Linked DNA regions of Mus musculus: regions 1 and 2 are each linked to region 3. The links are chromatin contacts, called in public promoter capture Hi-C maps. All regions are on one chromosome and are shown on one strand. Each heading gives the region's core, a stretch centred on a gene start, on an enhancer-like site or on the middle of the called end of the contact. The rest is flanking DNA. Distances are from core to core; before and after follow the strand shown. Region 1 holds the start of Abraxas1 (BRCA1 A complex subunit). Region 2 holds the start of Gpat3 (glycerol-3-phosphate acyltransferase 3). Region 3 holds the start of Hpse (heparanase).

What was found. Promoter capture Hi-C pulls out the DNA fragments that hold promoters and counts their contacts.
Region 1: a promoter capture Hi-C map of macrophages shows a contact between it and region 3, with 6 read pairs. The contact joins the promoter of Abraxas1 here to the promoter of Hpse in region 3. A contact is called at or near these places in 2 of 39 promoter capture datasets (the C10 cell line and macrophages), 2 of 484 Hi-C or Micro-C datasets (embryonic stem cells and nephron progenitors), 6 of 115 datasets of contacts at active chromatin or transcription factors (the 230-238 cell line, bone marrow-derived macrophages, effector CD8 T cells and 2 more) and 3 of 9 other capture datasets (adipose tissue, liver and macrophages).
Region 2: a contact with region 3 is called in a promoter capture Hi-C map of embryonic stem cells. The contact joins the promoter of Gpat3 here to the promoter of Hpse in region 3. A contact is called at or near these places in 3 of 39 promoter capture datasets (the C10 cell line, embryonic stem cells and pre-B cells), 4 of 484 Hi-C or Micro-C datasets (embryonic stem cells and nephron progenitors), 5 of 115 datasets of contacts at active chromatin or transcription factors (bone marrow-derived macrophages, effector CD8 T cells, embryonic stem cells and 2 more) and 3 of 9 other capture datasets (adipose tissue, liver and pancreatic islet).

The regions. Positions count from the first base shown.
Region 1 is chr5:100,819,588-100,822,783 of GRCm38.p6, reverse strand. Abraxas1 (BRCA1 A complex subunit) reads left to right here and starts at 1,849. Exons shown (of 9, transcript NM_172405.3): 1 at 1,849-1,953. The coding sequence starts at 1,867.
Region 2 is chr5:100,844,789-100,847,654 of GRCm38.p6, reverse strand. Gpat3 (glycerol-3-phosphate acyltransferase 3) reads right to left here and starts at 1,426. Exons shown (of 13, transcript NM_172715.3): 1 at 1,294-1,426; 2 at 707-1,000. The coding sequence starts at 847. It overlaps Gm46917 (a long non-coding RNA gene), which reads right to left and starts at 96. Exons shown (of 2, transcript XR_001784903.1): 1 at 1-96. It also overlaps a transcript of Abraxas1 not described here.
Region 3 is chr5:100,718,090-100,721,245 of GRCm38.p6, reverse strand. It overlaps Hpse (heparanase), which reads left to right and starts at 1,530. Exons shown (of 12, transcript NM_152803.5): 1 at 1,530-1,854. The coding sequence starts at 1,652.

The DNA of each region.
Region 1 (3,196 bases), core at 600-3,099, 100 kb before region 3:
ATTAACACTTCTTCTTACTGCTTTGTATACCATTGTACGGTCACAACATGGTGATGTAGTTTTCAGACAGCAATAGGGTCTAGTGAGGGTGTTATCCCAGAACACAGCTGTGATGGTCTCAAAGATATGCCCACACAGTCTAGAAATCTGAATAGTTTCTGGTTGGTGGCACCATTTGGATAGGTTCAGGAGGTGTGGTCTTGCTGAAGGAGTCACTGGGGGCAGGCTTTGAGAATTAAAAGACTTGTGCCAATTTTAGTTTGCTCTCTCTGCATCTTTCTCGAGGTTCAGGGTGTCCTCTGCTTGCTGTACCATGCCTGCCTGCTGCTTGCCAGGCTCCCTGCTGTGACGGTGATGGGCTCCTATCCCTCTGGATGTGTAAGCCCAAATAAACCGTCCCTTCCGTAAGGTTCCTTGGTCATGGTGGTTTATCACAGCAACAGAAAAGCAATTAATATTCAGCAGAAATGTCACCACACCCAAGGTCATCTGCTCCATACTTAAAAGCTAATATTCAGAGAATGAGAGTTGGTGGAAGGAAATCGGGTTTATTCAAGACTTTGTATTCTGAGATGTGGGAAACTATTTCTCCCCTCAAACTTGCATATTAGGGAACTCGGGTACATGAGAACTCCTTCACAAGGGGGGGGGAGGTGCCGAGGTCAAAGGGTGGGAAATGTACGTGCTGGGTAGGATCTTTGTCATCTAGGACTGTTGTCTTTATTCTCCTGTCACAACCAGCCTTGAACTCTGGTGGCTAGCTCATGTAATGAAAACTAAATACCATGGGCCTTTACATGTATTATGTATAATTATATATGTGATACATATGATAGTACCACGGAATATATATTAATACATACACATTCTATAATACATATGTATTATACATATGTTTTTCTTTTTTTTCTTTTTTTTTTTTTTTTTTTTGGTTTTTTGAGACAGGGTTTCTCTGTGTAGCCCTGGCTGTCCTGGAACTCACTGTAGACCAGGCTGGCCTTGAACTCAGAAATCCGCCTGCCTCTGCCTCCCGAGTGCTGGGATTAAAGGCGTGGGCCACCACCGCCCGGCACTATACATATGTATTCTATAAATTCTCCTTTCCTAGGGGGAGGAGAACTCCACAAGCTATTAGTGACCACAGAGTGGAGCTGTGACTTCTTCCATGTTGCCACTGACAAGCTAATCCTGGCTATTGCACAACAAAACTGAGACATGCAATACTAATGCAATTCAGGAGCATGCCACTTTGCCAAGTTTCAATTATTTAAAAACCATCGGCTTTTTAAATTGTGTATGACACGTGTGAAATACATGTCAATCCCTCACCTTCTCACTTACTTTAGTCATATCAAATGATCCAACACAATATGTTCGTGCTTATCATTGAACTTTCACAATGTTATAAACATACATAGTCTTTAAACTAGACTCAGTTCATAACTTTATAATTGCAAGCAAACAAACCAAAGAATCAAATACACACAGACAGAATAACGCAACACAGCGGGAATACTCTAGAGAAGATAATTCCCACCCACCACTGGTTATTGATCTTCCATAAGTTCCAATAGATGAAGGGCAGTGGAAACCCCAAAAAGACATATCCGTGGTATTAAAATATTGCTAAGCGATTCTTATTTTTACAACCATTAGTAGCCTTAAACTATGCATAAACAGTGTTTTCCATGCATGCTGCAGGTGTCTCAGCCAAGCTGATGAAAGAAGCACCCTACCCGGCTAGAGGACACCGCGCTCCCTACAACCCGCGTCTCCCGGTGCGCAGGCTCAAGCCCCGCCCCTACGCTCCAGCCTCCCGTCATGCTCCGCGATAGTGGCTGTGGCGGCAGCGACCGAGGCGGCAGTATGGAGGGCGAGAGCACGTTGGGGGTGCTGTCTGGCTTCGTGCTCGGCGCGCTCACTTTCCATCATCTCAACACAGACTCAGACACGGTGAGCCGGGCGCGGCTGCCGACCCCGCCCGCAGTCCCCGCTCGCTCCGTGGGTTCGCGGAGCAGGGCGCCCTCCCGGGCTCTCATCCGGGCCCTTTTTCTCTGCTCGCCCTTGGGCTTGGAGGAAAGTTCCCCGGGGCCTCCGGCTCGGCGACGAAAGTCGGGCAGCTTACCTGCCTCGCTACCCTGCTGTGCGAAGGATCCCGGCGCCGGGTCCTACTCGCAGCGCGTGAGCGTCGCGAGGCTCGGGAGGACGAGCAGGGGCGAGCCAGACCCCGCACCCAGCCGCAAGGGGCTGGCTAGTTGTAGGGCTACCCTGGCATGAGGCTGTAAGATCCGGCTATTTCTGTGCTACTTTCCGTTACAAACGCACCTTGTCCAGGATCAGATGTGTAAATGCATTTTTAAGCCTTTGCCTCCTTTCGAAGCCCGTGAGTGACATTGAAAACAAATTTTAAGGCTTTTTTTTTTTTTTTTGGTAGATTAAAAACTTACCGTAAAACTTTGAGGTCTGGCAGTAGCATCTTGTATTAAGTTCTTAGTAACATAAAGAAAGAAACTAGAAACATCTAAAATGAGTTTGGGGTCTGCACGAATACAGTGCAGAGAGCACCATACTGAACAGTGTGGAGTAAGGTATTTGAACTGTTGAGTCCTTCGCTTTAAGTGTCAGATCTGCGTTGCCTAAATTGCTTCTCAGCACAGTCCCAGTGATAGGAGTGTACAATGATTTTGATGTGCAGTACATCAAAATACCAGGGGGAAACAAATGACATCTTTGAATGCGCGAGGTACTCACCGGGCAGCACATAATGGGATGATACATTAGCATGGCTCTACGGGAGGATGATACACAAACTTCATACTAAACACAAACACGTGTGTGTGTGTATCTGTGGGACTTATTTTAGAAGATGTTTAGCGTGAACATAAGTAAACTGCCCTAAGTCTGTAGTTTATAGGATTAGCCCTTGTACACTACATCTTGGTGTTTGACCCTAGTTTCTCAGATATTTTAACTTTTGTTTGTTTGTTTGAAGAGTCATTTACTGAGCATCTGTGGATCACACATGGGCAGTGCCCAAGTAGACCAGAAGAGGGCATAACATCCCCTGGAACTTAATGGGAGATAAAGATGTGGGCGCTGAGAACTAAATCCTGTTCTTTTGCAAGAGCAGCCACTGCTCTTAATGACTGAATCGTCCCTCCAGCTCAACTAAAGTTTTTAGAGTTGGTTTCTGAAT
Region 2 (2,866 bases), core at 177-2,676, 130 kb before region 3:
GTGCACCTGATTAGATAAAAATCCCCGTGACTACATTAAAATAAAATCTGATTCTTCAGCCGGGCACTCGGGAGGCTCGGGAGGCAGAGAGGCAGGCAGATTTCTGAGTTCGAGACCAGCCTGGTCTACAGAGTGAGTTCCAGGACAACCAGGGCTACACAGAGAAACCCTGTCCAGAAAAACCAAAAAAAAAAAAAAAAAAAAAAAAAAAAAAAAAAAAAATCAGATTCTTCTCTGCCACCCAGCCATTTGGTGTCTTATATTGGGCACCAAGTGGAACAGGATGCCTCTGTAGTCACAAAAGGACCTCTGAAACCTGGGGCTGTAAAAACTCAAGAGTGAAGTGACAGCCCGAGAGGCATAGTGGGTAATAAACCTGCTGATACAGCAAACGGCTGTCCTGGGGTTAATCTAGTAAGAAAAAAAAAAAAAAAAAAAAAAAAATAGTAGTGAAGAAGAAATACAGATAGAGGGATTCTTGTGAGGTGGGCTACTGTTCTTGACTGGTATCAGGCTGTCTTTCTCACTACAGCAGACCAGAAACTGAAATATTCTCTCGGGTCCCCGTTCCATCTCCACCCCGACCTCCCACCACTGACTGACCCCCTTGCCCAAATTGCTTTCACAGTTCAAAGCTCAACCCCTGCCACTCCAAGATCCGAAGTCCTCAGAGCAGCGGGAGCTCCACATCCTTTCCTGCACTCACCTCCAAGGTTTTCACCAGGATCTTCATGTAGATCTCCGAGATACCCAGGGATAATCCGAAGGCCGAGGGTAAAAGGATGAGGCCGCCCACCAGCGTCAGCCAGGTGGACAGGAGCTTCACCGCCAGGTCTGCGCCCTCCATGTCTCAGCACGCCCTCAGGAAGAGGTCCCCAGGAAAGCCGAGAGCGGTAGGTGTCAGAGTCCCAGGCAGTCCAGCCGCAGTTCGGAAAACACAGCGTCCAGCCCGGAGCCGGGCTCTGAGGAGTCTTTGCCGCCCGCCTCGTTCCCTTCAGCTCTGCGGAGCGAAGAGGAAAGGGAAGGCGAGAACTCTCAGAACTACTGCGATCTCCTTGCTTCCTCCCCTTGGGTCCCGGTTGGCCCCGCAAGCTCACTCTCTACTGGAGGCCCAGGCCAAGCTGTAGCCACGGCAGCCGGCTCAGACCTGAGTGTCTCTGGCGAGAAGACCCAGCTGGGTGACCTACGGGACACCCTAGTGCAGTCAGAGTGCATGGAGGCAGCCAGGAACGCGCCCCACCCCGGGCCTGATTTCCTCCGGGTAACGATTGCGACAACCCCGCGGTGACTCACCGAGGCCCTCCGGCAGCGAGGATCCCCGCAGGTTCCCTGCACCTCGGCGTGGGCTGCGGGCTATGCGGGTAGCCAGTGGCTTTCGGGCGCCGGGCTCCCTTTTTCTACACTCTACCCTTGCCCCACCCCCATCGCCACCCAACAGGGAGCTCCGGGGCATGACCGCGTCTCCCGGGCGCTGCTGCCTAGAGAGCCGCCGCCCTCCGCCCCGCCCCCCCGCACTCCCAGCAAAGGTTCTTTCGGTAGCAGACTTTCCATCTTCACCCACAGAACGGACCGCTGACGTCCCCGATCGCTGCGGAAGATCTTGTTTGTGAGCCTGCAACACGACCTCCTGGGAAGGGCTTTCGGGAGGAGGAAACTACTGAACAAGGGTGAGGCAGTCGCGCACCGTGGCTCGTGGCTCTCTCTTACCTCCTTCCTAGCTGCAGTCAGGGAAAGAAAGCTCGCCCGCTTTCTCTCTCTCCACAAGTCGCCTTAGCCACTCTGCCACCACCTCTCTAGCCACAAAATAGACCCAGAAATTCCAAGCGGTTGTGTCGCAGAAGACTGGAATTCCAGCACTTACGCTCGGGAATCTGCGACTGGAGAATTCCGAGGAGATGGGTCTGGGCTGTTTTGAGTTCCAACAGTCAGCTTAAGACTAAATAGGTAGATCCTTTATAGACCTTGCTTTAAAAGGGCAGGCGGACCGGTGAGCGGGCGAGGGGGAGGGGAGGACAGGACACCCTAGAGGCTGTTTGTCACTCCCCTCCCTGGAGGAGATTCCAGTCTAAGCTTCCCTAGCATCCGCCTACACCGACTGCAGAAAACGCTGCGCAAATACTAACCTTCACCTAACTGGCTAAGAGTTTCTCAGGGGTCCACGTCCCACGCCGCTGTGATGAACGGCCTTACTAGAACGAAGAAGGGAAAATCCTGCACGCGTATTCCACTGCAGGACAACCAGTTTTAACAATAAGCGTGAGAAAAGATATTGAGAGCAGCAGTTTGCAAAGCGACTGACTAGGATCCAAACCATCACCGAGTCGGCCCTCAATTCTTAGAAGGACCAAACTCTTACTGTTGACAGTCGGGAGTCAGTTTGGGAGCTGGAAAAAGTGAGAGAGCTAGCAAAATGAACTGAAAGTATTTACAGCAAATATTGCAGAGAAAGCTGCCCTCACCTCCAGAAGGGGTGGAGGAAGAAGGAAGCCGGCCTTAAAGACTGTACAAGTTTGTTCTCTGAGCCTCCTGCCAGGTAGGTGTAAGACACTTTTCCCACTAAGAAGGGGGAAGGGGAGGACAATGAAGTTATGAAGGAAACGGAGCTTACTCTCAAAACAGCTTCTGGGGTCATTGAGGTGGCTCATCAACAAAGTTGCCTGATGCCAGTCAGCTAGGATGACCCGTCAATCTTTGGACACCACCACTACCCCCCCCCCCCCCCCCCGTATAAGGGGAGAACCAATTTATCTCCTGCCCACCTGTGCTCGGTGGCATGCCTCCCCACACACACAAAATAAATAAAACGTAACAAAAATTATTTTTTGAAAAGCATCTACCAGGCATTATGTGGAAAACCTGTAACCCC
Region 3 (3,156 bases), core at 281-2,780:
TGACAGGTGAAATCATGTCACAACACAGATGGGAAAAGGCCCCATCATCTGAGTCCCCCTTCCATAAGATTATACACCCTGGACAGTTGTCTGTTACCATGACAATTTTCTTTTTACATCCTATGGCTATAGCATATCAACTCAATGCAGGTCAAAGCATTAACTAGGCAGGTAATTTTTAAATCACCCAGACAGACAGATGGGTGCAGATTAGATATACATTTCATTAAAAATTCGTTATTATTTATTGCTTTGCTGTTGGTGCAATCTAAACGGAAAAATGTAAGTGTCATTGGCTTACTCAGTAAATATGAATGGATTACCTACTAAAGACCAAGCACAGTACCACGTATGAGCATGCCATGGGTATCCCACAGGCCCCATCTCTGCCATGGGTATCCCACAGGCCCCATCTCTGCTTCGGAGGACTTTTTAAGCCCAGAGATAAGGTGAGCAAGCAATGAGCAACATCACAAGTGTAGACAGTTCTAACATGGAGGATACTGGGAGGATGCTTGCTGTGTGTGCTATGTGAAATGTGTGGTGAGACCTCACACTGGGGAGCCTCAGCTGCCTGGAAGCTCAGGAAAGCTTCCTCAAGGGGACTGCAAAGCAGCAGAGACAGGCTGCCATCTGCTTGGCCTTGTACACCTGAGTTCAGCTAGCGCTGATGCTTGGGCAGATTGGTGTGTGTGAGTGTGTGTGTGTGTGTGTGTGTGTGTGTGTGTAGCATGGTTCAAGCTTCTTTCATGGTAACACACACACACACACACACACACACACACACACAAGCTTCAGCACTTGTTTGCTATCATTATATACCAGTGTAAAATGTCAAGGGAAAACAAAAGTTGCAGCAACCGCAAAAGATGGGTTTGGGGGAGGGGTTGCTCAGGATTCCAAGGGTAGTTGCTTGGGGGCTTCTTGCTGGGTTTTAGCGGTTGGCCAAGCCTCAGAGCAACTCTTAGGCAGGCTCTCCCAAATACTGTTTTCATAATACTGCTTTAAAAACAGGGTCCCCACCACCATCACCACCACCCCCGTGCAAGGACCGATTTCTAGTTGCATTTTAGCCAATGCTCGGATCAGGTTTTTCAAGCGACAAAGAGATACCTGAGATCCTGGGCAGAGGACATCCTAGCTCGGTCAGATTTGGGCAGGCTCAAGTGACCAGTGTCTTAAGGCAGAAGGGAGTCGGGGTAGGGTCTGGCTGAACCCTCAACCGGGGCTTTTAACTCAGGGTCTAGTCCTGGCGCCAAATGGATGGGACCTAGAAAAGGTGACAGAGTGCGCAGGACACCAGGAAGCTGGTCCCACCCCTGCGCGGCTCCCGGGCGCTCCCTCCCCAGGCCTCCGAGGATCTTGGATTCTGGCCACCTCCGCACCCTTTGGATGGGTGTGGATGATTTCAAAAGTGGACGTGACCGCGGCGGAGGGGAAAGCCAGCACGGAAATGAAAGAGAGCGAGGAGGGGAGGGCGGGGAGGGGAGGGCGCTAGGGAGGGACTCCCGGGAGGGGTGGGAGGGATGGAGCGCTGTGGGAGGGTACTGAGTCCTGGCGCCAGAGGCGAAGCAGGACCGGTTGCAGGGGGCTTGAGCCAGCGCGCCGGCTGCCCCAGCTCTCCCGGCAGCGGGCGGTCCAGCCAGGTGGGATGCTGAGGCTGCTGCTGCTGTGGCTCTGGGGGCCGCTCGGTGCCCTGGCCCAGGGCGCCCCCGCGGGGACCGCGCCGACCGACGACGTGGTAGACTTGGAGTTTTACACCAAGCGGCCGCTCCGAAGCGTGAGTCCCTCGTTCCTGTCCATCACCATCGACGCCAGCCTGGCCACCGACCCGCGCTTCCTCACCTTCCTGGGGTAAGTGCAGCCCCTAGGTTCTGTCCCTTCGTCTGTCCTCGGCTCCCCCTCGCCTGTCCAATCACACTCGCGAGGGCCAGCCACTCTCTTCGCTCAAACAACTTTGTGTTTGCTCTCTGGAGCCTCCCTCCTGTGTGCACTCACCCCTCAAAAGACTTTTCCTGATTCATTTACTCAGCGCTTGTTGCCTGGGCACCAGCCAGGTCCAGGTATGAAGTGGAAATTTGGAGGAAAACAAAAACAAAACAAACGAAGCTGTCATAAACCTTAGCACTTTGTCTGGAGCCTTTGAATTTTGCTTCAGTGTAAGACCAGTAAGCTGGTGTCCCTTAAACTCTGTTAGGAAGTTTTGATTTAAAAGAGGAAGAAAGAAAAGATAGGAAAAGCCTCTATGGAGAAGAACCATTATTCATCTTGCTGCCTTTTAAGCATTTAAACATTACTGGGCTGGGTGTGATACAGTTAATGGACTGTGTACCTCGCATGCAAGAAGACCTGCATCCATCCCCAGAGCTGTGTAATCCCTGGCATGGGCACACACTTGCAGACTGGCACTTGGGAAGTAGGTGTAGGAGGATCAGGAGTTAACGGCGATCTTTAGCAACGTAGCAAGTTTGAGGGTAGACTGGACTGAATAGGAGTGGAGGGAGGAGAGAGAGAGATGGAGAAAGGAGCCGGAGACTGACTGACTGACTGACTGGGAAAATGATAGAGGTCAGTGGGACAGACAGGAGAGAATATGACCAAAAATACACTTTATACACATTTGAAGATGTCGTGACGAAACCCCATTATTATGTATAATTAATATATGCTAATAAAAACACCATAGAGGCACGATTCTCCAAGATGAGGGTGCAGAGCGGAGGCTGCCTCATCAACTGCAGGAACCACATCTCTGGCCCCTGTTCCGTGAGTGCAGACTGTCCCCAAGATGAAAGGCTCAGGCACAGTCATAGGCCTTCTAAACTTGGGAGCCTCCAGAGATGACCACGTCCTTTGTTGTTTTTGACATTGTGTAACCACTATTGAAGGCTGACCTTGAACTTTTGATCTCCCTGCCTCTTGAGGGCCACCACACTCAGCTGACTACATCTTCACCAGCCCATTCTGTCACCATTGTCAAAGGCCTAGACTTCGATCGCATGTCCAAGCCCACACTATCTGGCATCACTGCAGATCTCACACAGATTCATCCCCATGGCTAAGGGTCTGGTAGTCCAACTACCCTGTTTTCTCCAATCTGACTCATTGGATTTCTGTAATGGCTTGAGAGAGTTGGTGCTTCTTACAAAGCTTGAA